Linked DNA regions of Mus musculus: regions 1, 2, 3, 5, 6 and 7 are each linked to region 4. A link is a contact called in public HiChIP or PLAC-seq and promoter capture Hi-C data. All regions are on one chromosome and are shown on one strand. The core of a region is the stretch at or near the end of the contact, and the rest is flanking DNA. Distances in the headings are between cores, read along the strand shown.

The links. Promoter capture Hi-C pulls out the DNA fragments that hold promoters and counts their contacts. HiChIP or PLAC-seq counts read pairs in DNA pulled down with a chosen protein or histone mark. Capture Hi-C pulls out chosen DNA fragments and counts their contacts.
Region 1: a contact with region 4 is called in an H3K4me3 HiChIP or PLAC-seq map of the SCID.adh cell line, with 14 read pairs. The contact joins the promoter of Tomm40l here to the promoter of Atf6 in region 4. A contact is called at or near these places in 12 of 39 promoter capture datasets (the C10 cell line, the HPC-7 cell line, cranial neural crest and 8 more), 1 of 15 datasets of contacts at CTCF or cohesin (large pre-B cells), 2 of 484 Hi-C or Micro-C datasets (B cells and forebrain), 7 of 115 datasets of contacts at active chromatin or transcription factors (the 230-238 cell line, the HPC-7 cell line, the SCID.adh cell line and 3 more) and 3 of 9 other capture datasets (adipose tissue, liver and pancreatic islet).
Region 2: a promoter capture Hi-C map of the C10 cell line shows a contact between it and region 4. The contact joins the promoter of Pcp4l1 here to the promoter of Atf6 in region 4. A contact is called at or near these places in 8 of 39 promoter capture datasets (the C10 cell line, the HPC-7 cell line, cranial neural crest and 4 more), 3 of 115 datasets of contacts at active chromatin or transcription factors (the 230-238 cell line, the SCID.adh cell line and pancreatic cancer cells) and 3 of 9 other capture datasets (adipose tissue, liver and pancreatic islet).
Region 3: a FOXA1 HiChIP or PLAC-seq map of pancreatic cancer cells shows a contact between it and region 4. The contact joins the enhancer-like site here to the promoter of Atf6 in region 4. A contact is called at or near these places in 2 of 39 promoter capture datasets (neural stem cells and trophoblast stem cells) and 4 of 115 datasets of contacts at active chromatin or transcription factors (bone marrow-derived macrophages, embryonic limb bud, embryonic stem cells and 1 more).
Region 5: a promoter capture Hi-C map of pre-B cells shows a contact between it and region 4. The contact joins the promoter of Adamts4 here to the promoter of Atf6 in region 4. A contact is called at or near these places in 9 of 39 promoter capture datasets (the C10 cell line, the HPC-7 cell line, HPC-7-derived erythroid cells and 7 more), 5 of 484 Hi-C or Micro-C datasets (the HPC-7 cell line, granulocyte-monocyte progenitors, large pre-B cells and 2 more), 8 of 115 datasets of contacts at active chromatin or transcription factors (the 230-238 cell line, the HPC-7 cell line, the SCID.adh cell line and 5 more) and 4 of 9 other capture datasets (adipose tissue, liver, macrophages and 1 more).
Region 6: a promoter capture Hi-C map of pancreatic islet shows a contact between it and region 4. The contact joins the promoter of Nos1ap here to the promoter of Atf6 in region 4. A contact is called at or near these places in 10 of 39 promoter capture datasets (the 3T3-L1 cell line, the HPC-7 cell line, the SN4741 cell line and 6 more), 1 of 484 Hi-C or Micro-C datasets (forebrain), 4 of 115 datasets of contacts at active chromatin or transcription factors (astrocytes, bone marrow-derived macrophages, embryonic stem cells and 1 more) and 2 of 9 other capture datasets (adipose tissue and pancreatic islet).
Region 7: a promoter capture Hi-C map of the HPC-7 cell line shows a contact between it and region 4. The contact joins the promoter of Sdhc here to the promoter of Atf6 in region 4. A contact is called at or near these places in 8 of 39 promoter capture datasets (the C10 cell line, the HPC-7 cell line, the SN4741 cell line and 5 more), 1 of 484 Hi-C or Micro-C datasets (forebrain), 5 of 115 datasets of contacts at active chromatin or transcription factors (the SCID.adh cell line, bone marrow-derived macrophages, large pre-B cells and 2 more) and 3 of 9 other capture datasets (adipose tissue, liver and pancreatic islet).

What each region holds. Positions count from the first base shown.
Region 1 is chr1:171,220,797-171,224,315 of GRCm38.p6, forward strand. Tomm40l (translocase of outer mitochondrial membrane 40-like) reads right to left here and starts at 1,718. Exons shown (of 10, transcript NM_001037170.2): 1 at 1,579-1,718; 2 at 1,108-1,357; 3 at 776-843; 4 at 372-464; 5 at 9-110. The coding sequence starts at 1,222. It also overlaps a transcript of Apoa2 not described here.
Region 2 is chr1:171,194,773-171,198,072 of GRCm38.p6, forward strand. It overlaps Pcp4l1 (Purkinje cell protein 4-like 1), which reads right to left and starts at 1,496. Exons shown (of 3, transcript NM_025557.1): 1 at 1,239-1,496. The coding sequence starts at 1,247.
Region 3 is chr1:170,437,354-170,440,769 of GRCm38.p6, forward strand. All of the region lies in intron 2 of Nos1ap (nitric oxide synthase 1 (neuronal) adaptor protein), which reads right to left. Among named protein-coding and RNA genes, the nearest start is that of Gm46171, 100 kb to the right of the region's middle. Within about 2 kb of position 1,303, at least 17 of the 459 cell types and tissues checked have an H3K27ac peak or open chromatin away from gene starts, as enhancers often do. A contact at or near this core is called in embryonic limb bud and pancreatic cancer cells, where this site is marked.
Region 4 is chr1:170,866,016-170,869,147 of GRCm38.p6, forward strand. Atf6 (activating transcription factor 6) reads right to left here and starts at 1,756. Exons shown (of 16, transcript NM_001081304.1): 1 at 1,635-1,756. The coding sequence starts at 1,686. Gm9929 (a long non-coding RNA gene) reads left to right here and starts at 1,815. Exons shown (of 2, transcript XR_003948181.1): 1 at 1,815-1,899; 2 at 2,566-3,132.
Region 5 is chr1:171,248,842-171,251,876 of GRCm38.p6, forward strand. Adamts4 (a disintegrin-like and metallopeptidase (reprolysin type) with thrombospondin type 1 motif, 4) reads left to right here and starts at 1,288. Exons shown (of 9, transcript NM_172845.3): 1 at 1,288-2,628. The coding sequence starts at 2,008. It also overlaps a transcript of Ndufs2 not described here.
Region 6 is chr1:170,588,360-170,591,680 of GRCm38.p6, forward strand. It overlaps Nos1ap (nitric oxide synthase 1 (neuronal) adaptor protein), which reads right to left and starts at 1,490. Exons shown (of 10, transcript NM_001109985.2): 1 at 901-1,490. The coding sequence starts at 1,005.
Region 7 is chr1:171,149,330-171,152,409 of GRCm38.p6, forward strand. Sdhc (succinate dehydrogenase complex, subunit C, integral membrane protein) reads right to left here and starts at 1,274. Exons shown (of 6, transcript NM_025321.3): 1 at 1,230-1,274. The coding sequence starts at 1,249. It also overlaps a transcript of Mpz not described here.

The DNA of each region.
Region 1 (3,519 bases), core at 468-2,967, 350 kb after region 4:
TGGGTCACCTGGAAGACAGCCTTAGCTCGCAGCCGTTCTGCCAACAGAAGCAAGACCTGGGCGTTGAGACTGCCACTGCTGTCCATATCCCCCACCACAGTGGGGAACACCTGTTAGGGAGCGTAGACAGGAAGGCTGAGATGGGTAGGTAGCTCTATCCATTGGCACATGAACAGGAAGGGATTTCAGTAACATCTCACAGTGCCCCCTGGTGGACGCCAAAGACAAACTCGGGCAGCTTTGCACAGGACTAGCTCGCGTTCAGAAGAGGCACTGAGAACATAGTTGCTGATCACACACATTTCCAAATTCTCAAGACCTACGTCCATGTGCGTTTTACACAGTTGACGCGAGTGTGGGGGAGCCCTCACCTCTGTGGGGCTAAGCTGCCAGTCCCCTGCATAGGCGGTATGGAGGTGGTACCCTGGCAAGCCCAGGGCACTCATGTGCACAGTATGAGCCACCTGAGGAAAGAGGAGACAACGGAGAACAGAGCATTCTATTTCGTTTCAATCCCGTCTCCCACCCTTGACCTTTTTTTCCATCCAGAGGGGGCTTTTTAAAACCTCAACTATTCCAACGCATGCAGAGGGCCACTGGACTTTAAGCAACAAGTCCCACATCTTGTTGCTTAAAGGCATTGGGGGGGGAGGACCCCACACTTCCCCTCATTTGTCCCACATAGCCTAGCCAAGACAGGACTAATAGGTGTAAAGAGGATCCAGAGACAAGCAGGGAGGAGGGGGGTAAGTAGGGGCCAGACCAGTGGGAGCACCTGGAAATGGCTGCTCAGAACCTTGTTGACAACCAGCTTCACGCCTTCCATCTGTGCTGGGAATACATCTGAAGGGAAGGAACATGCACAGATAAGGACCCCTAACTACATAGACGGACTCCCCTTTCAATTGCATATGAAGCACTGGAGGAAATGACCTCCTTTCAAATCCTGCAACAAAACGCTCTGCTTTGAACATCTGGTCCTTTTTGACTGCCGGATGCTCCAGCTGTGATCTCCCCTCGCTGTTCACATCACTGGACATCAGCATTCAGGACCCTCCCCTTCTCTATGACCCTTCATCCTGAGACACCCAAAAGCTGCGGTCTCACCTTTGCACAACCGGTGCAGCTCGTCGAAGCTCCCGGGGTTGGGCAGCGGTTCCTCTCGACGGTGGCTCCGGCGGGGTAAAGTACCCATCGGTGCCAGGCCCAGGGTGTTCCCCATTTTAATCCAGAGGACAGGGAGGGGTTGGGGTTAGCCTGGGGATAAAATCTATTGCTCCCTCTATCCCCCACGGGCTCCACCCCCCATCATCGGGCTCCCCAGTTTCAGAAACTTCCATATGGTTCAATGCTAGACCTGCAATAAGGAACAGTAGGGGGAGAGAACACCGATGCTAAAGTTGAATCCCGGGCACACTCCCGCCCCATCGTTGATCCCTCACCCCCACCTGTCACCCCCGTCTGCTCTCCCATTATCTAGTCTTAACTACTACCGCAGGCTTCCGCTGACTTTCTAGTTTCTCTGTTCTTCATTCCCACGTCCCAAGGGTCTGCCCGCAATGGAACACTAGCCCTTACCATCTCAGACCATCCTGCAGCCTCTTTCCCCCTAGGCACACCCGGTCATCTTGATGGGGGCAGCCATCTTGAGTAATGGCAGAACTGCAGCTTCACCCTGTATTCCAAGCATGTCCGTAGGCGCCATCTTGGAAATGGGCAAAGGAAGCGCCCAAAGACCCAACCCACTCAATGATGAAAAAGGTGCCTCAATTTACTAGTGACCAATAGGAGAGGAGAAAACAGAAGAGTGGCAGGCCTGCAGGCCCCAGGGCTTCAGTCCGAGTGCAGTGGCGAGTGGGAGTTTGTGGGTGGCCCTTTAGACGTTAGTGGAAGGCCCCCTTTTAAGACCGCCCAACCTCCTCAAGGTCGAGATAAACTCTTGAGCATTCAAGACACTAGAGGGAGCATTTTGCCTATTAGACCAATGGAGTTCCTTAAACCGGAACGTGAGAAAAGTGAAACTATAGTTTGAAGACCTATTTTATGAATATATCACACTCAGGGGTTGTGAAGACGTGGTTCACTTTACCCTCCACCTTCCTGAAAGCCGGCTGGAGAATCCCCACAACTCTCCACTCTATACCACCTCCAAAGGACTGCTACTCACAATCCAACCCCCCAAAACAGACCTCTACCGCCCCCCGCCGTCCCCCCTTCCCCCGCTGGAATTCACAGGCCTTGCCTTCCCGGCGTGGTGGCGCAGGCGGATTTCTAAGTTCGAGGCCAGCCTGGTCTACAAAGTGAGTTCCAGGACAGCCAGGGCTATACAGAGAAACCCTGTCTCAACGACCCCCCCCCCCCAAAAAAAATGACTGTGAGAGTTCTGAGGGCGAGGAGAGAGTTGTGGGCAGAACTAGCTTCCGAAGCAGCTACCCTCTCTAGTTATTATTTACATGGAGAAAAGACAAATAAAATCTAAGAATACAACCGCAGCCTGAAGTTACGCTCCTCCCCCCAGGGCCAGGGGCAAGCAGTGATGTGACACTAGAGGTAAGTCCACAAGAGGACAACTGGAAATATGCAAGATTGCATATGCAAGGGTTGAAGAGATGGCGAAGTGGGTAAGAGCAGTGACGAGGCTGGTGAGGTGGCTCAGATGCTTCCCCAAAAGTCATAAGTTCACTTCCCAGCAATCACATAGTGGCTCACAACCATCTGTAATGGAATCTGATGTACCCTTCTGTTGTTTGCATTTATACATGCAAAGAGAGAGAGTCGTGTGTGTGTGTGTGTGTGTGTGTGTGTTTGAGAGAGAGAGAGAGAGAGAGAGAGAGAGAGAGAGAGAGAGAGAGAGAGAACTGGCTACTTTTCAAAGGATCCAGGTTCAAATCCTAGCACCCACAACTTTAATTCCAGTTCCAGAGAATCTGACACTCTTACACAGATACACGTGGAAGCAAAACACATAACTAAAATAAACAGATTTCTTGGTCTTCGGTTGCACTCTCCCTCCCTAGCTTCCACACTTCCACCCCCGTATCTCTCACTAATATTCCAGTACACACAGGGTAAGCTTGGTGGCAAAAAGGTGAGTGATAGGAATGTTTTCAGTAGCTACTGAGTTGACTCCACTGGAGAGCCCTGGGCCTAGCGAATGTACCTCTGTCCTTCCACACAGTTAGAACTGGGCCAGGGGCCAGGACCTAACTGATAAGGGGATCAAGTGTCCAGGCCCTTTGACCTTGATTTGGACAGAGCCTCTTAACTACTGAGGTTGGGAGCAGGAGGGCAGAGGCTATTTTTCTGAATTTGTTTTTTGGAGGCAGGGAGCACACATTGATGAGAACCCATAAATGGACTTGTATTTCATGATTATTTTAAAGGAATTTCATTCATGAGACCTATCAAATACAATAATTCCAATGCAGCATTTTCTCTGTGTGTCTTTTGTATGTCCGTGAGGGGTGTGTGTGTGTGTGTGTGTGTGTGTGTGTGTGTGTGTGTGTGTGTTTGTGTGTG
Region 2 (3,300 bases), core at 246-2,745, 330 kb after region 4:
CTCTCTCCCTCTCTCTCCCTCTCTCTCTCTGCTTTCAGTATTAGAGATTGAACCCACTCATTGCTAGCAAGTGCTCTAAGGAGGCTTGGCAATTCTTAAGCTGTTTTTCTGTAACCAACTAACTTGAAACACACACACACACACACACACACACACGCACGCACGCACACTAGCTAACTCAGATTCCAGATTGAGAACCTACTAGACTCCAGGTAGAGTGCTAAGTACTTGGCATATATAATTTAATCTTTTAGAACAACCAGTGTTACCTTCATTTTACAGATAGAAAGCTGAAGCACAGACAAATTAAGTGATGCTCCCATGGCCACAGAGCTACTAAGTAGCACAACTAGGCACTGGCATACAGCTGAGCAACATACTGAACACAAGGGCGCGCTTACTAAGAATGGGGCCGCAGAAGGCAGGCATGCTAAGCCACTGTTCAAATCGACGTCATCCAGGAACGACAATCTTGTCTCCTGATAAGAGGATCTGCCTGGGATGCTACAAATTAAGTCAGATAACAGGGACAGTTCTTCTTAATGTGTTACCATGGACAGTGTTCTTTGAACCGAGTCAACCAGTTACAGGACCGGGTTGGCTCCCATGACCATCACCACAGAACCTGTGCGAAAATTTGGATGTAACAGGCACTGCACTGCAACGGGAGGTCTTCTCTGGAAGAGAACATCTCCCCAGGTGCTAGATGTGCCTTCCTCTTCTACAGTATTCATGGACGTCAGGTACCCCCCCACACACACACACACACACATCGTTCCTCATTGAATAAGTGAAAACTGCCACCCGAAGGGAGGGAGTTAGGTGGCCAGGGATGGAGCTGTTGGCTGCTACTTATAGAGTGCAAGAACCACACAATCCTAGCGGAGGTCGGAGAGAACTGAAGTGAGGGCATCAAAGAAAGCCATGGTAACCTCGGAGCAATACGATATAGATGCGGAGGATAGCACCCAAGAGAGTTTATCTGCCCGAGAGCTCAGTTCCCGCTTACAGCTGACTCCAGTCACCCCCTCCCCAAAGCACTATTGCAATTGTTAGGCTAAAAGCACCCCCTGCCAGTGGCTTCCGAGAGCCGGGAGGTAGGGGCTTTCCTAGAGGGGCAGTGGCGTCCATCCAGAGAGTAACTCTAGCTTCCCGGGACCTGGAGCCGCAGCCTTCTCCCCGCCGCAGCCCTGGCCCGGACGCGGAGGTGACGGGGTATGCCAAGTGGCACCACTCACCTCGCTCATCCCGGCGGCCGGACGGGCGTGGCAGGCGCAGGTGAGGCAAGGGGTCCTCGGAGATGCGTGCGTGAACCGCGGCCGAGAGTTGCTGGGCTCCGGGGCAGGGGCCCTGGAGGGCTCGGAGGGGAGAGTGCACGCTGCGAGCTGTTGCTTAATGCTGCCCCAAATGCTCCGGCTGCAGCGCTGCTCAGGGAGCCCCTTCTGACCTGGTCCTGTCAGCAGCTCCGGGCGCCTTGACCGGCTCCACCTTTTATAGTGAGCTGCGGTCCCTGCCTCCAGCCCAACCAATAGAAACTCTGCCTAGTGCAGACTGACAGCTCCTTGAACCCAGTGGTGGCAGGCTCAGAAATCTGCTGCATTTCCAAACTAGGGTAAGACGGAGAGAGCGGGAAGGAGGGGGGAGACCATGGGGGATGAGAAGACAGAAAACGAAGTAGGGAACCGGTAAAGGAAAGAGAAGTAGTAAGTAGTAACTGAAGAAACTGAACTCTGGTCCTCTTGAAGAACAGCTAAGGCTCTTGAGCCTTAGCTCAACCTCACATTGTATATATCGTTTAAGGAAAAAGAAAATAAACAGAACACAGGTAAACACACAGACCTTTTAGTTCTGTTTATCTATCTAGTTTTCATCTAAGGAAATTCTTTAATTTTCAAGCCTACAGTTCTTATTGACTTCATAAAAATCTCTTACAGCTTCAGTCAGTCAAACCCGGATACTGCAGCTTTCATAGATATATTCTTTGGTTGGTACCATCACAGACTGTTAACAACTGTAACTGTGACTTGTCACTACCATTCAGTGGTTTGGTCTCTTCTCAACAACCAACTTCAAGGAAGACCTCAATCGGTCTTTTTTTCTAACTTGACTCTTTGTGTTTATACATTTCCTCTGTTGGGTTAGAAATTAGGAAGATGGGGGAAAGATCCATCTGAGATCCTGTGATTCTGTTTCTAATAGGAATCTGGTTGCCTCAGTTACTAAAGTTCTAACTAGGCTGGCTCCTACTCACTCTGTACAGCATACTCCTCTGGAATCTTTCTAATGAACAATTAATTAGCATTGAAAAGGTTGTCCTTAGTGAAACAAACCTTAATTCTTGCTGCTATGAAATGAGCTTTGAGATGATAATGAGAATTCACCCTGTAGGTTAGGGATCAGCTAACTTTCCAGGTAACAATCAAATAATAAATGTTTTTTTCTTTGTAGGATCGCTGTACTCTTTGCTGAGCCATTTCCTACTGCACTTGAATACGGGCACAAATACTTATGTCAACAAACAGCTATGGCTCCATCTGATATAAATGTATTTGTGACCACTGAAGTTTGAATTTCATATAAATTTCATGGGCTACACTGTGTCTTCTTTTTAAATTTTAGTGGAGGAGCTGCAGAGGTGGCTCAGCAGCTAAGAGCACTTGCTGCTGTTCCAGAAGTCACTTCCAGGCACCTGTACAAACATGGGAATATGGCATATACTCATACATATAGTAAATAAATTTTAGTGTATATGATGGTCTGTATATGCTTGGCCCAGGAAGGGGTAGCCTTGTTGGAATAGGCATGCCACTATGGGCCTGAGCTTTAAGGTCCTCATCCTAGCTGCCTGGAAGTGAGTCTTCCTCTAGCGGCCTTCAAACTATGAACTCTCAGCTCCTTCTGCACCATGCCTGCCTGGATGCTGTCATGCTTCCACCTTGATGAAAACGGACTGAACCTCTGAACCTGTAAGCCAGCTCCAATTAAATGTTGTCCTTTTAAGAGTTGTCTTGGTGGGGTTGGAGAGATGGCTAAGTGGTTAAGAGCACTGTCTGCTCTTCCAGAGGTCCTGAGTTAAATTTCCAGCAGCCACATGGTGGCTCACAACCATCTTTAGTGGTTCTGATACCCTCTTCTGGTGTCTGAAGACAGCTACAATGTACTCATGTACATACAATAAATAAATTAAAAAAAAAGAGTTGTCTTGGTCATGGTGTCTGTTCACAGCAGTAAAACTCTAACTAAGAAAGAAGTTGGTACTAGAGACTGGGGAATTGCTGTGATAGGCCTGACCATGCTTTT
Region 3 (3,416 bases), core at 53-2,552, 430 kb before region 4:
CATTTTTAAATAAATAATAAGCCTCCAAGACATTATTCAGGAATTGTGACACAGGTGGAAAAATCTCGAAGTTACAGACTGGTCTTGAGTTACAGGTCCCATTTTATATAGATTGCACTTTTGTACAAAGGAAACAAGCAGAAGAGAGAAACAATATCCCTCTACCCCCAATGGCTGTGGAGGTTTTTTGTTTTCTAGAAAGCAAAGAAGTTAATATGGCAGCCTATAATCCCAGCAATTGGAAGGCTGAGGCAAAAAGGTTACAATTCAAGGCCAGCCTGGGCCAGAGGGAAACTGAAAGACCTCCTTAAGGTAGGGGGCTCAGCAGCCATATAACCTGAGTTTCATCCCTGGGACCCAGGTAAAGATGGAAGGTATCCTCTGACTTCCAGTGTTCTCCCCAAGACACTACACTACACACACACACACACACACACACACACACACACACACACACACACACACACACACACAGAGAGAGAGAGAGAGAGAGAGAGAGAGAGAGAGAGAGAGAGAGAGAGAGAGAGAGAGAAGGTAGGTAGGTAGGTAGGTAGGTAGGTAGGTAGGTAGGTAGGTAATTGTTTTAAAGAGAGGGGTAATTCTATAAAGGGAAGCAAGATTAGAAGACAGACAATGAGAAGATGAGACACAACTACAGGGTAAGGAGCTCTGCCTCCTCAGAGACTACCAAGGAAACACACAGCTCTGTGTCATCGTATGGGACACATAGGAATGGACAGCTTTCTACCAGTGACTCTCTGGATATCCTTTGACACCTTTTTAACCTGTGTCCTTTGACTTTAAAAACCAGAGCAGTGAGTTGTGAGAGATATGCCCGCTAACATATTTCCTTAGCATTAAATAAATGATAAGGTACCTTTTTGAGGCAAGCATTTACATGGAGTCAACATTATACCCTCAAACTGGCAACCGAGGGAAGTATCCACACCGGGCCTGGAACATCGCAGGTATTCAGAACTATTGGTTGGCATTAGAAACCTGGGGGTTACACACACAGAGATAATAAAATTGGATTGGCCTGATATACAGTTTCAACATACAAAGGAATCCAATAAAGGAAATCAGCACCAAAATCAGAGGGTTTCTTCAACAGTGGCTGGCTAATTAGCACCTGTGGGGAAGATGGGCGAGAATCTAAATCACCAACTTGTATTTAACATTTGAAACATGACTCTGCTCTGGGACAGAAGTGACATGGAAACTGGCTCTGCTCCTCACCAACTCTCACAGAGCATCTGTGGCCTTAGTTTCTCATCTCAAAGGGATGGGGCATGATGACTCGTTCAGTCCCTTCCAGCTCTCAGGATCCGTATTTCTATGACTCACTCAGCAAATAGGATAGGTACATCATCGTATCTGGCCACAAACATAGATTTCTCAGTGTTTGAAGGGGTTGTGCACAGGAATAAGTTCACATCATGAGTGGGTGAGGCAGGCAAGTGCTCCCTGCATACCAGGCCCCTGTGGACCAAAAGATGGAATGCCAGGAATTGCTCACCATTACCCTGTATGTGTGGATAACTACCCCTTGTCTCTAATCACACTGGCAGGCACATAAACCTGATTTTAATTAAGCAAAGCAATGACTGCATCCGTCTGCCATCAAAGCTTTGATCTCCCTATGGGGCATGTTTCTGCACTGTTGCCCACACTCCAAAGAGCCTGAAACACAAACCAGAGAGCCTTTGACAGTCCAGGCTTGACGAAACTCCTAGTGTCCCCTCTACAGGTACGTGCAACAGTAGGTAACTCTAAAGATACAGAAGCCAAGGAGAATGTCGCAGAAAGGCCATGGGGGCTTGTGCTTCAAGGTTCGCAACCTGAAACCCAGGGAGAATTTGGGGAGCCCTTAAGTGCTGTCCCAGTATTTTCTGTTAATGGTTGCATGGTACAATAAAATCTTGACAGAGAGGCTGCTGTAGGGCAATGACTAAGTTCAAATTCAGGATCACTGAGTCAACCTTTCTATAAAGAGAAGTCTCAGAAGCAGGGCACCAGGAACTAAACATTGTAACAGCTGACCAAAAAAAAATTAAGTCAAAGTTTAATAATAATAAATAAATAAAGCTCTTCTCTGTATTACATCTCTTCTTATAAGAGTAAGGGCTGCCAGGAAAAAACCCTCGGGAAGTGTCACCAGAATCTAAATGAATGGGTCGAGAATATTATAAAAGACACACTGCTGGCCAATTAGGACTGCACACAAGCAAGGCAAAGATGGGCTGCAATCGGAGTGGAGTTCTGCCTCGGTGCTACTGGCAAAACGCAGCTTGTGGGACCCCCCCAGAAGTACCATGGTTACAAATTCAACATGCACTGTGGTTAAGCACAAGAGTGAGGGCTGAGGCTGTAGACAGGCAGTCCTTCCACAGAGCTCTGAAACATACCCTGAGGTGCCTGGGCTGGACCCATGTGGGAGCAGTGTCCACGCTTCCCGTGATGGGAAAGAATCTTTGGGACTAGACTGGAAATGGATGGAGAGCAGGGCAGCACCCGCAAAGGAGGCAGAGTTTAAAAGGCAGGGTCGGGCATGAAACAATACAAGATTCAGAGAGAGGAACAGACAGGCCTCATTTAGAAGGTATTCAGGAAATGGAGGCCTTGGGCCACTTAGAGAAGATGCCAGAATGATCTTGCTAACTTCACAGGACAAAAGTTCTATTAAAAAGACCTCTTAGAACACAGCTTTCACAGGGCTACACTCAGATAAAAAAAAAAAAAAAGTTGGATTTGAGCCCCATATGGAGCCAAAGGCCTGTAATCGGAAGACTTGTCTGAGGGAAGAGGATTACAAGTTTGAGGCCAGCCTGGGCTACACATCAAAAACAAAGTGACTTTTGCTACCATCTCAGCACAGACAGTTTTTGCTTCCTGCAATATAAGTACATCATAGCTTCCTATTCAAGCTCCTTTTACTCCATCTTGTTCACAGGGCCAACGCATGGATGGCTAGAACACTGGACCTGGAGTTTCCCCAGTTCTGGATGTTGTTGCCCACCCCCCTCCATCTACTGAAAAAAAAAACCACTCATTTCTTCAAGGTTTGTTGCCCACGCTGCCTACTGTGTGAGCAAAGCGTGCCTGCCAGGCACTGTCACTCTGTCACACTCACTCTTGGGTTCTGGCCCGCTACACGTGGTCTTTCCCAAAAGCCTTGACATGCACTGAAGGAAAAGAACTGCTGCTGTTCAGCTTCACAACTTTCCGACAGCAGACAGGAAGCCGCTCTTGATGGAGGAGGGCAAGTGATGTGTGATGTGCAGCTTGGCTCTTAAGGGCACAGACTTTGGAGACAGATTGAATATTGGAATCGTGTGTCACCCTCCTACCGGCTGTGTGATCTTGAGTAAGTCACCAGACTCCTTTGCGTTAGTTCAGCACATACGTACTAGGAG
Region 4 (3,132 bases), core at 506-3,005:
TAACAGTCTGAAAAGGGAAGGCTAAAAAACATTGGGGAAATGACATATTCAAGAGGAGACAGGGCAGGATACCTGAGAAAGGAGTCAGTCAGCTGACTACAAAGAACTGCGCATTGTTGAAGAATCAAGATTAGGAGTTAGGAAAATGCAGCTGAGAATCAGACTCTAGGACAAAAACGATACCATCAGGAAGTGCCTTTTAGTTATACTTTAAGAAATGCCACAAACATAATGGTCAAATGATTGAGAAAACTAATTCTAATTGTAACTACCCAACATATCTAAGTAGACTTGTTAAGAACATTAGCATTAGGAAGAATCTAGGCTTGGGGGGGGGGGGGGGAGCAAGTGTTACAGAGTAGAAAAACCAGAGGCACAGACTTCAAAGTTAGATAAGCCTGGTTCTGATCCTACTTTATCACTTACTCGTCTAAGACTCAGAGAACAGATTCTGTCAACCTCTGTTTCAACATCTATAGGATGGCGGGACCTCATTGGACTGTTATGAACATAACATAAATAACACATGTAGTGTGCTTAGCAAAATAAAGTCCTAAACAAGTGACTGCTGTTACTATAACAAAAGCATTTAGCTGGGGAAATGAACTGGAGAATGAACATTTAAAGGTTTTTTTTTTCCAGAAAGTTGTCAAAATCGGCCCAAAGATTAAAATAAACCTTTTATAGATTGTAATTGTAGAGAGCATCTGCCACTGTTAAATTAAACTAGGATTCCAACACTTCCTAGTTGAGGGCCCACTCATGTTATAGTGGAATGTTAGTCCATGAAAAAAAAGTGTCCCCAAAACTGAAGGACAATGTAGTCTCACTACAGGATCCATTGAGCCACCTACAGAACTCCATTCACATATTAACACACATAATCCTGTTAACATTCTGTCTTGAAATCGAGAAGGGACTATCAGCTTTCTCTAAGGATTTGGATGCCAAAGCTTGTTCCTTGTCATTCTCTGGTCCATCCTTCCTGAACACTAAAAATAGACTTAACAAGAGATTTCAGAGCTGTGTTTGGACAGCAGTCAGGATTACATCAGTTTGTGTTAGATCTAGTAATCAGGGACACGAGGTCAGGTGCTTGGGAGAGTTTCTTCTTTGCCAATTTGGATCTATGTCTTAAACCAACAGTTCAAGCTGGGAGCCAAGGATTTTCTTCTGTATTTTAACCAAGTTTTCTCAACATATCTCGTACACGTTCAGTGCGCGCGCGCGCACACACACACACACACACACACTCACACACACACATACACACACACACACTCAGCGCTCCCCAGCCACACGCCCACAGTCTGAGAAAATAGCTTGGAGCCTTTGGGGCAGCTACAATCATCATCCTACTAAGTTCTGGTCCCTCACGATCACCTGGAATTTCCACCAGGAACACACGCTGAAAAACTACAGCAATTTCAATTAGAACATCATTCCATTATTGCTACGGCCAGGACAGAAGCCCAGAGGCTCTGCCAGCCTCTTCTACGACCCTCAACCCGTGGCCTCGCTCCCCGGACACGGGTCGTCCACACCTGTCACCGCCACCGGGCGGAAATCGGGAGGAGAAAAAAACCCGCAGACGCGGCCCGACCTAGCTCGGGTACATTCGCAGATCCACTCACCCCAGTCTTCATCTGGTCCATGAGGAAGAACCGGACTAAAAGGCGACTCCATGGCGCCGGCAACACAAGCCGGCTTCCCCGAAACAGACACCTCTCCCTCACAACTCGGATGGGTGAGTAACCTGAAACGGCGGCGGCCGGAGGACAAAATAAGCTGAACGCTGACACGGACGGTGGCCGGGCGGAGGCAAACTATCTCACCGCACGCGGGAACTGGGATCCAAAGCTAAGGAGACGTCAGCAGATAAGCAAACTCAATAGACTTGTGAGTAAATATTTCCCTACGAGGATTTCAGCACTTTCTGTCCCGCTGTGGGGTTTTGTGGTTGTTCTTTTTTGTTTCTCTCTCCCTCTCTCTCTTTTTTTTTTTAAATTGAGCGAAGAGCACGCAGATTTTACCGCTTTGTTAAAATTCGCTGATAGTACTAAAACTGAAAAGTCTCCTGATCATAGTGGCTTGTTCTTTGTGCTTAATACTACGATATAGACATCTCAGAACGAAATTAGAAATTGACAGTAAACCTGATTCTGTATTTATAAATGCTTTTCAATCGCTGTAAAAATTTTCCACGTACACGGTAAATAAAGAAAAATACAAATTTCCGACATGTGTTAGAACCACTCCTTTACTGGGACAGAATCCGAGGTAAACTTTCTCACAAATAATACTTGTAGAAAACCCACCTTCAAACAAATTTAAACAAAGAAAATATATAAGATAAATTCTCCATGTCCGCACTTACCTCCTAAAGAAGAGTTTCTAAAACTCGCAATAAGCTGTCAATCTCTTATTACTAAAATCCAAAATTCTAAATATTTTTAGAGAAGAATCATGCATCACGGATTCCAACTGGAAAATGTGAGCAATTTGAAACAACAGTTTCGAGAACCTACTTAGTGTTGTTTACTTTTCGGTTTTACTCGATTTCAGTAGCCAGGGACTGCATTCAAACCCAGACGGTGAATGAACACGGATCCCTCTAGGACCGAGAGGAACTTTTCCCATGGTTACAAACAAACATAAATGCTTCCCAGAATCCTCCGAGCTCCTCGTGGCTGCGGTTACTACCGATTGCGATTGCGGAATGCAACAAGGTGAGAGGAAAGCCAGGTCAGAATTCGTGAAGTCCGGCTGGGACCACACCCGCATACACACGTGCAATGCACCGCCCGCGCGCACATACATACATATATACATACACACACATACATACACACATACATACACACATGCATGTGCAATACGCAGCACGCGCGTGCACATACATGCATACATACACGAACACACGCACACTCGCGATTCTGAAGTCCCCCTACGACAAATGACATTCCTTTCGTCGTTGGAATTATATATATATAAATTTTAAAAAAAAAATTTTTTTTTCGAGACAGGATTTCTCTGTGTAGCCCTGGCTGTCCTGGAACTCTGTAGCCTCAGAAATCCGCCTGCCTCTGCCTCCCGAGTGCTGAGATTAAAGGCGTGTACCACCACCGCCCA
Region 5 (3,035 bases), core at 38-2,537, 380 kb after region 4:
GGAGGGGGAAGAGGAAGCATTCTGAGGAATATGATGTGGGGGACAGGAGCTGACCAGGCAGAGAATGAATAAGGGGACAGGGGCAGGGGAGGTGGGGCTTCTCTGGGAAAGGGAAGGGACTGCTGAGTGTACTCTCCTTCCTGGGGATTTCCTGGGGAAACAAGTGGCCATAGGGTGGAGTGAGCAGAAATTGCCCCGCTCCTGAATGCTTCATTTCCTTGCCTTGAGAGAGTGTGCTTTGGTTTCTTAGTCCCCCCCAGTTCTGGAAGCAGAAGAGTCATTAGTTCCCTCCTCTAACACCCACACACATACACATACTGGTCACTATCCCCATCCCAGGTTCTCTCTCTCTCTCTCTCTCTCTCTCACTCTCTCTCTCTCTCTCTGAGATGTGTGTGTGTGTGTGTGTGTGTGTGTGTGTCTCCTCCCCTCCCCCCATGGGAAATGAGGAGTCAAAGATTACTAGATATTCCAGGAACTATTGGATTTGAAAGGTGGGGTCAAGGAAGTAGCAGAGATGACTTCTGGGTGAGAGAGAGAGAGAGAGAGAGAGAGAGAGAGAGAGAGAGAGCGCAGGTCTTGTCTAGGTGAGGGTCTGGCTGACTTGAGGTAGTGGGGGTGTGCTGGGGTAGCTGGGTGTGGGTAGGAACGGGGCCAAGAGCCTGGGGGAATCTCCTGGGAGCTGAGCCAGGGAAATGGGCACTCAGGAAGTTGGGGAGGAGGAGGCCTAGGGTGGAATGGCTGTTCTATGCTTTAGACGCTGGGGTAACTCGGGGGGGGGGGGGGGGCTTCAGAGAGGGAGGGAGGGAGAGAAGGAGAATGAATGAGAACAGACCTACTCTGGATGTTCCTCCTATAAAAAGACAAGTAGTTAGCTCCTCCTTTTCTGTCTGTTTCTTTCTTGTTTCCATTCTAACAAAGTTCTAACAGCTGTCTCCTTGCCTTCCTGTGTGTACCACCTCTTCTTCTCAGTGCCTTGGTCCCATCCTCTCTTCTTTCTCTCCTAATGTTTTCTTACCTGTTCACCACTTCCTTTTAAACCCAGACAGCTTGGCTCTAACAGATTAGCCTCTGGGGTAAAGGGTAGCATAAATGACTTCCTCAAGGAAGTGAGGAAGCATAGGCTAGACCAGGCTGGATAGGAAGGACCTGAATTCTCCCAGGACAGAGTCTCATCTGTGACTGCTGTCCAGACCCTTTCCCCCAGTCCTGACCTCCCCTGGGGCTCTGTCCCACAAAAAAAAAAAAAAAAAAAAAAAAAAAAAAAAAAAAAGACCGGGAAAGAGACAGCTGAGGGCTGATGGTGGGATTTGGGAAAAAAGATGTGTCATCAGCTGGCTCAGTGCCTTAAATGCATCTGCTTGCTAGAGATTCCCTTCCCCTGGGCAAGTCCCTTCCCTCCCCCCCCCCTTCTTTTTTAAGGAAAAAAGAAAACCACTAAGGTCTTTGGGAAGCAATGATACATCCTCCATCCTTCAGAGTCCCAGTGACCAAGCTTCTGGCTGAGTGGCTTACAGATCTGCCACTCACACACAGAGGGCGGTTCTGGATGCTTAAAAGAGCTGGAGGGGAGAGAGGCTGGGGAGAACCCGGGGAAGACCCACAGATACACAGAAACGAGAGAGACAGAAGAGGAGAGAGACAGAGACAAAGAGACAGCAGCAGGAGGAGGAGGAGGAGGAGGCAAAGACAGGGCGAGCACTGAGGCAAAGCCAGACAGCTGAGCAGAGGGAGAAGCCAAGGAGTCACAGACAAAGACCTGGGACAGAAAGGCAAAGGAGGAAGTTTTGGAGCAGAAAGAACCCGTGGGCACTTTTCCTGAGCCCAGGGGCTGTTTTCTTTTTCATCTTCTCTGAAAGTCCCTAGCCCATTTAAAAACTTTGCCTCAGATTTTGGCACAAGCCCCAAAGCCCTTCTGGCTTTAACGAGGAGCCTTCCACAGTTAGGGTGTGGAGCATTTTGGTGCCGCAGATGGCCTCAATCCATCCCAGCTGCAGCCCGGGTACCATGTCCCAGATGGGCTTGCATCCCAGGAGGGGCTTGACTGGGCACTGGCTGCAAAGATTCCAACCCTGCTTGCCGCTTCACACTGTGCAGTGGCGGAGGCTGCTGCTGCTGGCCTTCCTCCTGTCCTTAGCGTGGCCCGCCAGCCCCCTCCCCCGGGAGGAGGAGATCGTGTTTCCAGAGAAGCTCAATGGCAGTAGCATCCTACCTGGATCAGGCGTTCCTGCCAGGCTGCTGTACCGATTGCCAGCCTTTGGGGAGATGTTGCTACTAGAACTAGAACAGGACCCTGGGGTGCAGGTAGAGGGTTTGACTGTACAGTACCTGGGCCAGGCACCTGAGATGCTGGGTGGGGCAGAGCCAGGTACCTACCTGACTGGCACCATCAATGGAGATCCGGAGTCGGTGGCATCTCTGCACTGGGACGGGGGAGCCCTATTAGGGGTACTGCAGTACCGTGGGGCCGAACTCCACCTCCAGCCTCTGGAAGGAGGCGCCCTTAACTCTGCTGGGGGACCGGGGGCTCACATCCTACGCCGGAAGAGTCCTGCCAGCAGCCAAGGTCCCATGTGCACCGTCAAGGCTCCTTCTGGGAGCCCGAGTCCCATTTCCCGCAGAACCAAGGTAGGCAACTCTGGAGATCATGCCCCGTGCCCGTATCATTCCTCCCGCCATGTCTGCCCTACTGACCCCTATTCACCCTCTCTCCTCCCACTTCCACTTGCAGCTTTCCAACTTCTCTCCTTCTCTCTGCCTTTCCCATCTCCACTACCCTTTCTTTGAAAAATCCTGGCTACTCCCTGCTTCGGTCCTTTGCTTTGCTCTGAGGATTCCCTGAGGTAGGTCAGATTCTCTGGGCCGGAATGACCTCTCCCCCTCTCTCCCCCGCCCCTTCCTGGCCCTGGAGTCTCCTGCTGACACAGTTCCCAGCAGTAAAGCTCTCCCAACAGCCTGTTGGCCTAGGCTCTTTTCTCTGCCCCAGTGATTTTTTACCCCCACCCCCAGCTACAGGAGTAAAATTTGAGGCCCGG
Region 6 (3,321 bases), core at 240-2,739, 280 kb before region 4:
CTCAGTAACAAGCACACTGTGCATGCTGAGCATCCCTGCGCGTTTCTTTCCTTAAGTTATAGGTAGGACTGGGCATCAGTCACGAGCAGAAGCCTTTTCCACTGAAAAGCACCATTCCGGGAAACTCCACTGCAGTCTTAGAAGCCAGAACTCCTTACACAGAGAGGTGCCTCATGGTCAGGTCACCGGGTTGCCTGTCTTATACACAACCACTGGTCCAGCGAGGTTTCCACTCCACCCCTCCCCCAAGGGTGGCTTTGGCCTTGACCCTGCAAATTCCAGTCTGGGCTAAATTCTTCATCAGCAACTGCTGAGATTTAACAGTGCACCACAAAACTAGAAAACAGGTTTCACCCCACTACTACACCAATGACTGACACATGCTAAAGTGTCCAAAAGCAGACATTTGGGAAGTAACTTTTAACACCTACACTCAACTACTTGGAATGAGTGTGTGTGTGTGTGTGTGTGTGTGTGTGTGTGTGTGTGTGTGTGTGTGTGTGAAATATACACATATATATATAACTTTTTTAAAAACCGGTCAGGAAACAAGCATTCTCCTTTTAAAACACCTCCAAAAGCACCTCTCTCATGGGAGGCCAGCAGGTAAATAACACCAGCGCTTCCTTAAAGCTTTCTAAAGAGCCAGACATGCAGGCTGCGCTGCTCAGCCTTCTCCGGGAAGTAACTCAATCCAGCCTTGGCGGGCGAGGATGGGGTGTCTGCAGGTAGGAGACGGGGAAGAGGCAGTACACCTCAAACTTTGCAGGTGCTCATTTTTAGCTGTTCTGGGCAAGAGCTGAGAAAGGCCTAGCCCACCTGCTCTGAGTCCAGGACCGCTGGCACCCCATTCCCCCAGACCTGCCCTCTCAGGGCACTGCCCTCCCGGTGGCCCCTCACCTTGGCCTCAAAAGAGATGCCGTGCTGGAAGGCGTCCTCGTTGTGCAAAGGGATCCGTAGATCGTGCCCATCGTCCACAAGGTTGTACTTGGTTTTGCTGGGCATGGTGACCCGCGGCGGACCCGCTGCTCCAAGGGGGCGGCGGTGGCGGCGACGAGAAAGAGCTGGCGAGACCCTGTGCAGAGAACAGTGGGGCCGGGCGAGGCGGCGGCGAGGACCCGGGTCGTGAGGTGGGCAGCCTGGGTGCCAGGAGGTGGCAGGGGTGAACCGGGAGCCGAGCCTCCCGAGGGCCGAGCGGCAGGGGCGGCGCGGATGCGGCTGGCGCGAGCAGCTCGGTGGCCGCGCTCTGACTACGGGGAGGCGGCCAGGCGGCCGGGCAGGCGGGAGCGAGCGGCGCGGAGCCCCGGACCGGGACGCCGAGCGAAGGGCGCACGGCCAGAAGCGGGACTAGACCGGGAGTCCGATCCCGAGCTCGGCGCGCACGGCCCGGGACGAGGAAGAAAGGCAGCGGCGGCGGTGGTGGCGGTGGCGGCGGAGCAGGGTGCCTGTCACGGAGACGCCGGATCGGCTGCCAGCCCGCGGCTCCTCCTGCGGGGCGGGCCTGGACCGACTCCTCCCGCGCGCTAGAGCCCCGCCCGCCGCCGCCGGGTCCGCCCCGCGCCCCGCGCCCCGCGCGCGCCCAGCAGGTGAAAGTCCCCGCAGCGCTGAGCCGAGACCCGGGAACTTCGCCCTGGCCAGACCGCAGGAGCGTGGCGATCCAGGCGCAGTCCGCTTAACTAGTAGTGGCGAAACGGCATCGCCTTGCATGTGTGTGTTTGTTTTGGTTTTGTTTGGGGAGCCCGAGAGAAGCGGTGTTAATATTGGGTTTTGTTTTCCCAAGAAGGCCAGAGATCTATCCCAGATACCCTCGGTCTGGACAGCATTAATTCAGAGATCCCCGCTTCTCCTCAGAATCAAGGCGAAAACCAAATAAGAGGGCTGTCTCCAGTGCTTTTTGTCCCTTTGGGTGTGTGGCTTGCATTTGGGGGCTCAGCAGGGTTTCTTTGCGAAGAATTTAAATATATAAAAGTCGTCAGCCTCGTAGAACTGGAGTAGGCTGCACTAGGGACAAGAAATTGCAGAATGTTCTTATGTCATTTATTAAAGTTTTTTAACTGGCTGGTGATAAGAAAGAAAGGAGAAAAGAAATAGGAAGGAAAAGAAAAGAAAAGAAAAGAAAAGAAAAGAAAAGAAAAGAAAAGAAAAGAAAAGAAAAGAAAAGAAAAGAAAAGAAAAGAAAAGAAAAGAAAAGAAAAGAAAAGAAAAGAAAAGAAAAGAAAAGGAAGAAAGAGAACGTTTCCAGAATTCTGTGAGGCTTCTTATTGAAGCAAGAAGGAACGTGCCAAAGCAGGATTTGAGACCTGAGTGTGTAAACCTCATAGATACAGGGTTGTGTAACAGTTTCCTTTGAAATTGAAACATTCTGTCCAGCGTCCAGCAGGGAAGGTCTTTAAACTGGAAGGTAAACAACTCCAAGAAGTTTCAGGAAGTCCCTGAAACTGGCCAGATCCACCAGGCCCCTCCCTGCCAGAGTATAAACAAGAAAATCAGAGAGGCTCAAGTAACTTGAAGCTGAGCTGCAAAAGCAGTCTCTCGGAGGAGATAAACTGCAAAGACTCAGACCAGACCTAGAAGCAGCAGAAACCAGCTAAGCTGCCAGGAAGAGGTTTAGATCAGATCAGAGTCACTTGGAAAGGACACTCTCCAACCTGTTGAGCTGCCTGTGGGCTTCGAAGTGTACTCCAGGTCCCCAGCTTTTGTGCGCTGTCACCAATACTGGTCTGGGCCTTGATGATGCAGCTGTCTTTGAGACATTTCTGGTCCTGTAGGTAGCCTCTCACCCATTGTCCTGTAAGTAACTGCAGTAAAACCCATAACCAAGTGGAACTTTGGTGGTATCCGTACTTTGGTCTGCAGTGAGTTTCCTACTGGGATGAATAGATGTTTGCTGTCTTCCCAAGAAAGGTTTGTCACACAACATTCAGATACAGAGGTAGCTGTACTCTACCTCTTCATAGAGCTCCAGACACCCCAATAGCAGCTAGCCCAGCTAGTGTCAAAGCTGAGATCCCCGAGACAAAAATTAGCAACTTTTGTTGTATAAATCTGTTGTGACTGCTGATATTGTTAGAAGAGACTCTGCCAGCCCACGTATAACAAACATGGCTCTGGCTGGCTTTACCCTTCTTCATTCCCTCCACCTTGCTAAAAACATTAGCTTACATTCCTAACACTATCCATCAAGGTCTATTCCCTTATTTGGTCACTTTTTCCTCCTGATGCTGACTACCAAGGTCCAACTGTCAATCAATGTATTGAAGTCCAACAATCAAAAGCCCCCTTTGACTCAGCTAATTAACATGCCCAATCAAAATTAAAAAC
Region 7 (3,080 bases), core at 24-2,523, 280 kb after region 4:
CAGGTAACACACTCAAACTGCTTTGGGAATTTGCTTTTCAAATAATTTCCATGTGAGACTGGCTAGATCCAGGAAGAACCCAAAGATGAAGACTCTACATACTAATCCCGAAACTCCTAAGATAAATGCCTGGAACCAATATGATCATTTTAAGCTAAATGTTAAACCATTGACCTGATATGCCCTAACATTCACCAGCATGTGTTACATCATAGAATTTGAAAGCATTTAATTATGGTCAAAATTAGGGATGAAAGATACAGCTCTGGAAAACCTGGTCCTGTCCTTCGGCTATGAGGATGCGCAGCAAGATAAAAATAAAGGATAAAGATAACCAATCCAAACTCCCCAAGACTCACTTTTACAAAGAAAGACTAAACAGAATCCCTCTATTTTTATACTGCATGACAGAAGTGGAAAGAGAAATGAAAACATATTTGGGAGAATCGGGGTCTGGAATCTCAACAGCACTGAAGCTAACTTTCCATAACAAATAATTTCCAAAAATAGGACTGGCACAAAACTGGGTTGGGATTTGTACCAGAAATGTCACTAGCCCTTACAACTATAAAGGCTCTGTGGATGATAGCTAATGAGTGAAGAATTCAGAACAAGGGGAAATCTAAGCTATTTCTCTGGACAGAAAATGGACACTTTAGAGAAAGGTGGTGACACCCACCCACCCAATTGTCCCGCTAAAACCAAAATTAAAACAAAACAAAGTGGATTTCCTGGGCAACATTAAGAGACCCACTGTGGATGCTATTATTGACCTTGGCTTGGGAGGGATGCATTAGGATGCCCGACAGTTTCCACCGGTTGCTAGCAGGATTGCCAGGAGTTAAAGCACCCAGTAGGTGCTCCAAGGAGCCCCTCCCTCTACAATCCCTAAGTCCCCCCAAAACTGCAGGCCTAGGGGCCCGCTGATCTCGAAGTTACAGCAGCTTTTTGGGGCCACAAGAGCAGTTTTCGAAGAGGCTTTAGAGGTGGGCGAGGCAGAAACAATGACAGCCGCGCCACTCGGCCACACACAGTGTGACCTCTAAGCCCTTCCGAGCCTCTCCGCCGGGGGAGAAGAGGGGGTGCTAAGATCCCAGGGGCGCGGCCTGCACACCCGCAGGTCCTTTCCCTGTCCCCGCAAGGCACACACCGCTGTCACCCCCTCAGGGACTAATTCAGGTTCCCCCAACGGTCGCGGGCGTGGACTCCTAGCCCCAGGCTAAAGTCACCTCAGCAAGAACGCAGCCATCTTGAGTTCCGGCCTGGACGGAAATGACGCATCGCTCCTCCCCCCGTGTGGCCCTGCCTTTGGGGGCGGAGCCGGCGGGGCGGAGGCGGGGACTATCATATGACACCTCAGAATTTTTAGGCTGGAACCTCCTTTGTGTTCCGGGCTTGGTGGATGGTACTTTTTTTGTTTTGGGTTCTTTTTGGTTTTTTTTGGTTTTAGTTTTTTGTTTTGCTTTGCTTTTCAGTTCTTCGGTTTTCCTCTCACGCGCCAGTTTCTAGCTAGCGTCGTTTGTCAAAGTTTTGGCCAAAATCGCCGAGTGGTTACCGTTAGTGCGTTTACCTGCCCGAGTGTTTATTTTGTAGGGCTCGCTCTGCCAGGCAGCCACTTCTCCGGCTTATTTATTCCCTGAGGATTTCAGAGGCTCACTTCACCCCCCTCCTTCCAAGTTGTCTTAAAAATCCCCTAGTTAGCTGGCTGAGACACCCAAGGAAAAATGCTAGTTTGGCCTTCTTCTGAACTTGGTGCCTCCCGTGTTAGGCAAGCACTATACCTTTAAGCCATATCCCCAGCAAGATAAGCAAACCGTACCCCAAATTGGGCCGTAGGGAGTGTGTCGTGGGCTGCCAGAGGGCCATCCGCCATCCCTTTCAATGTTGGCATCCTTTCTCACCACCTCCTTTAGGCCTGGCAATTCCAGGGTTTGAGCTGCAGCACGAACCAAACTCCCACTGGCCAAAGACAACGCTCTTTTGTTTATTTTTTCAGCGATATGTGGGTGACACCCACAGCCACAAGAGCCTAGGGGTGTGGAGGAGAACCCGCTTTGATTTATATATACTGTATATCCACGGTTTTGAGGATTCCAAGCACAGAAATCAGTTGCAGAGTCTCTCGACTGAGGAAAGAGAGAAAGACATGAAATGAAATGTCAAAGTTCCTGACCCTGGGCGCTGAGGGGTGGCAAGGCAAAGGGAGAAAGAATAAAGGGGGGCAGCCCAGAGCAACTCTTATTCTGTAGCAAATCTCTTTTTGAATGTATTAATATTCAGATCCCATTTATATTTAGCAATCTAGCTCTCTCCTGCCTTTTTCCTTTCAGGATTTAAATAGCACAAATTCGCTTTTTTCCCCCCTTCATCAAATGAATAATATTATTTTGCATTTTTGTAACGTTAGACAAAGAAAGCACTTTGTAGACTTTTAGGGACCTTTGAGGTTCTCTCATCCAACCCTCCGTTCAGTGCAGGAATCTCTTTTGCAGTGTTTCTTGATCTTCAAGATGGACGCGACACAATTCAGTGCCAGCTACCTCAAAACATAAGTTTCATGTTGGTAGCAGTGGCTGTGCCTATAGTCCCAGCACTGTGGAGGCTGAGGTAAGAGGATCGTGAGTTTGAAGTCACTCTCCAGAGACAGGTAAAAGAGAAACAAACTGACATAAAGAAAACAGCTTTTAGAATTTAGTAAGAAGGTCCATCAGTAGAAAATTGTTCTAGTAAGTACAGCTTTCTGCTCCTGAACTCCCTCCCAGACATCGCTCCAACCCTCTCTAACCCAGCTTGCTGACACGCCTACAGTCCTAGTACTTAGTGGGTCAGGTGCTCAGGTCATCCTCAGCCTTGGCAGCATACCAAGTTCCAGGTGACCTGGACTACACAGACAGTATTCCAGAAACAAAAATAAGAATAAAATGTAACAGATGTCCCTTTAATTTAGCTCTTTGTTTTATTTAAATGGTTGTATGTCTGTATACCACGTGTGTGCTTGGTGCTCCGAGAGGCCAGAAAAGGATGCCAGTTCCCTCCTGGAACTGGAGTTATGGACCTGTGACCTTCTAGGTAGGTGCTGG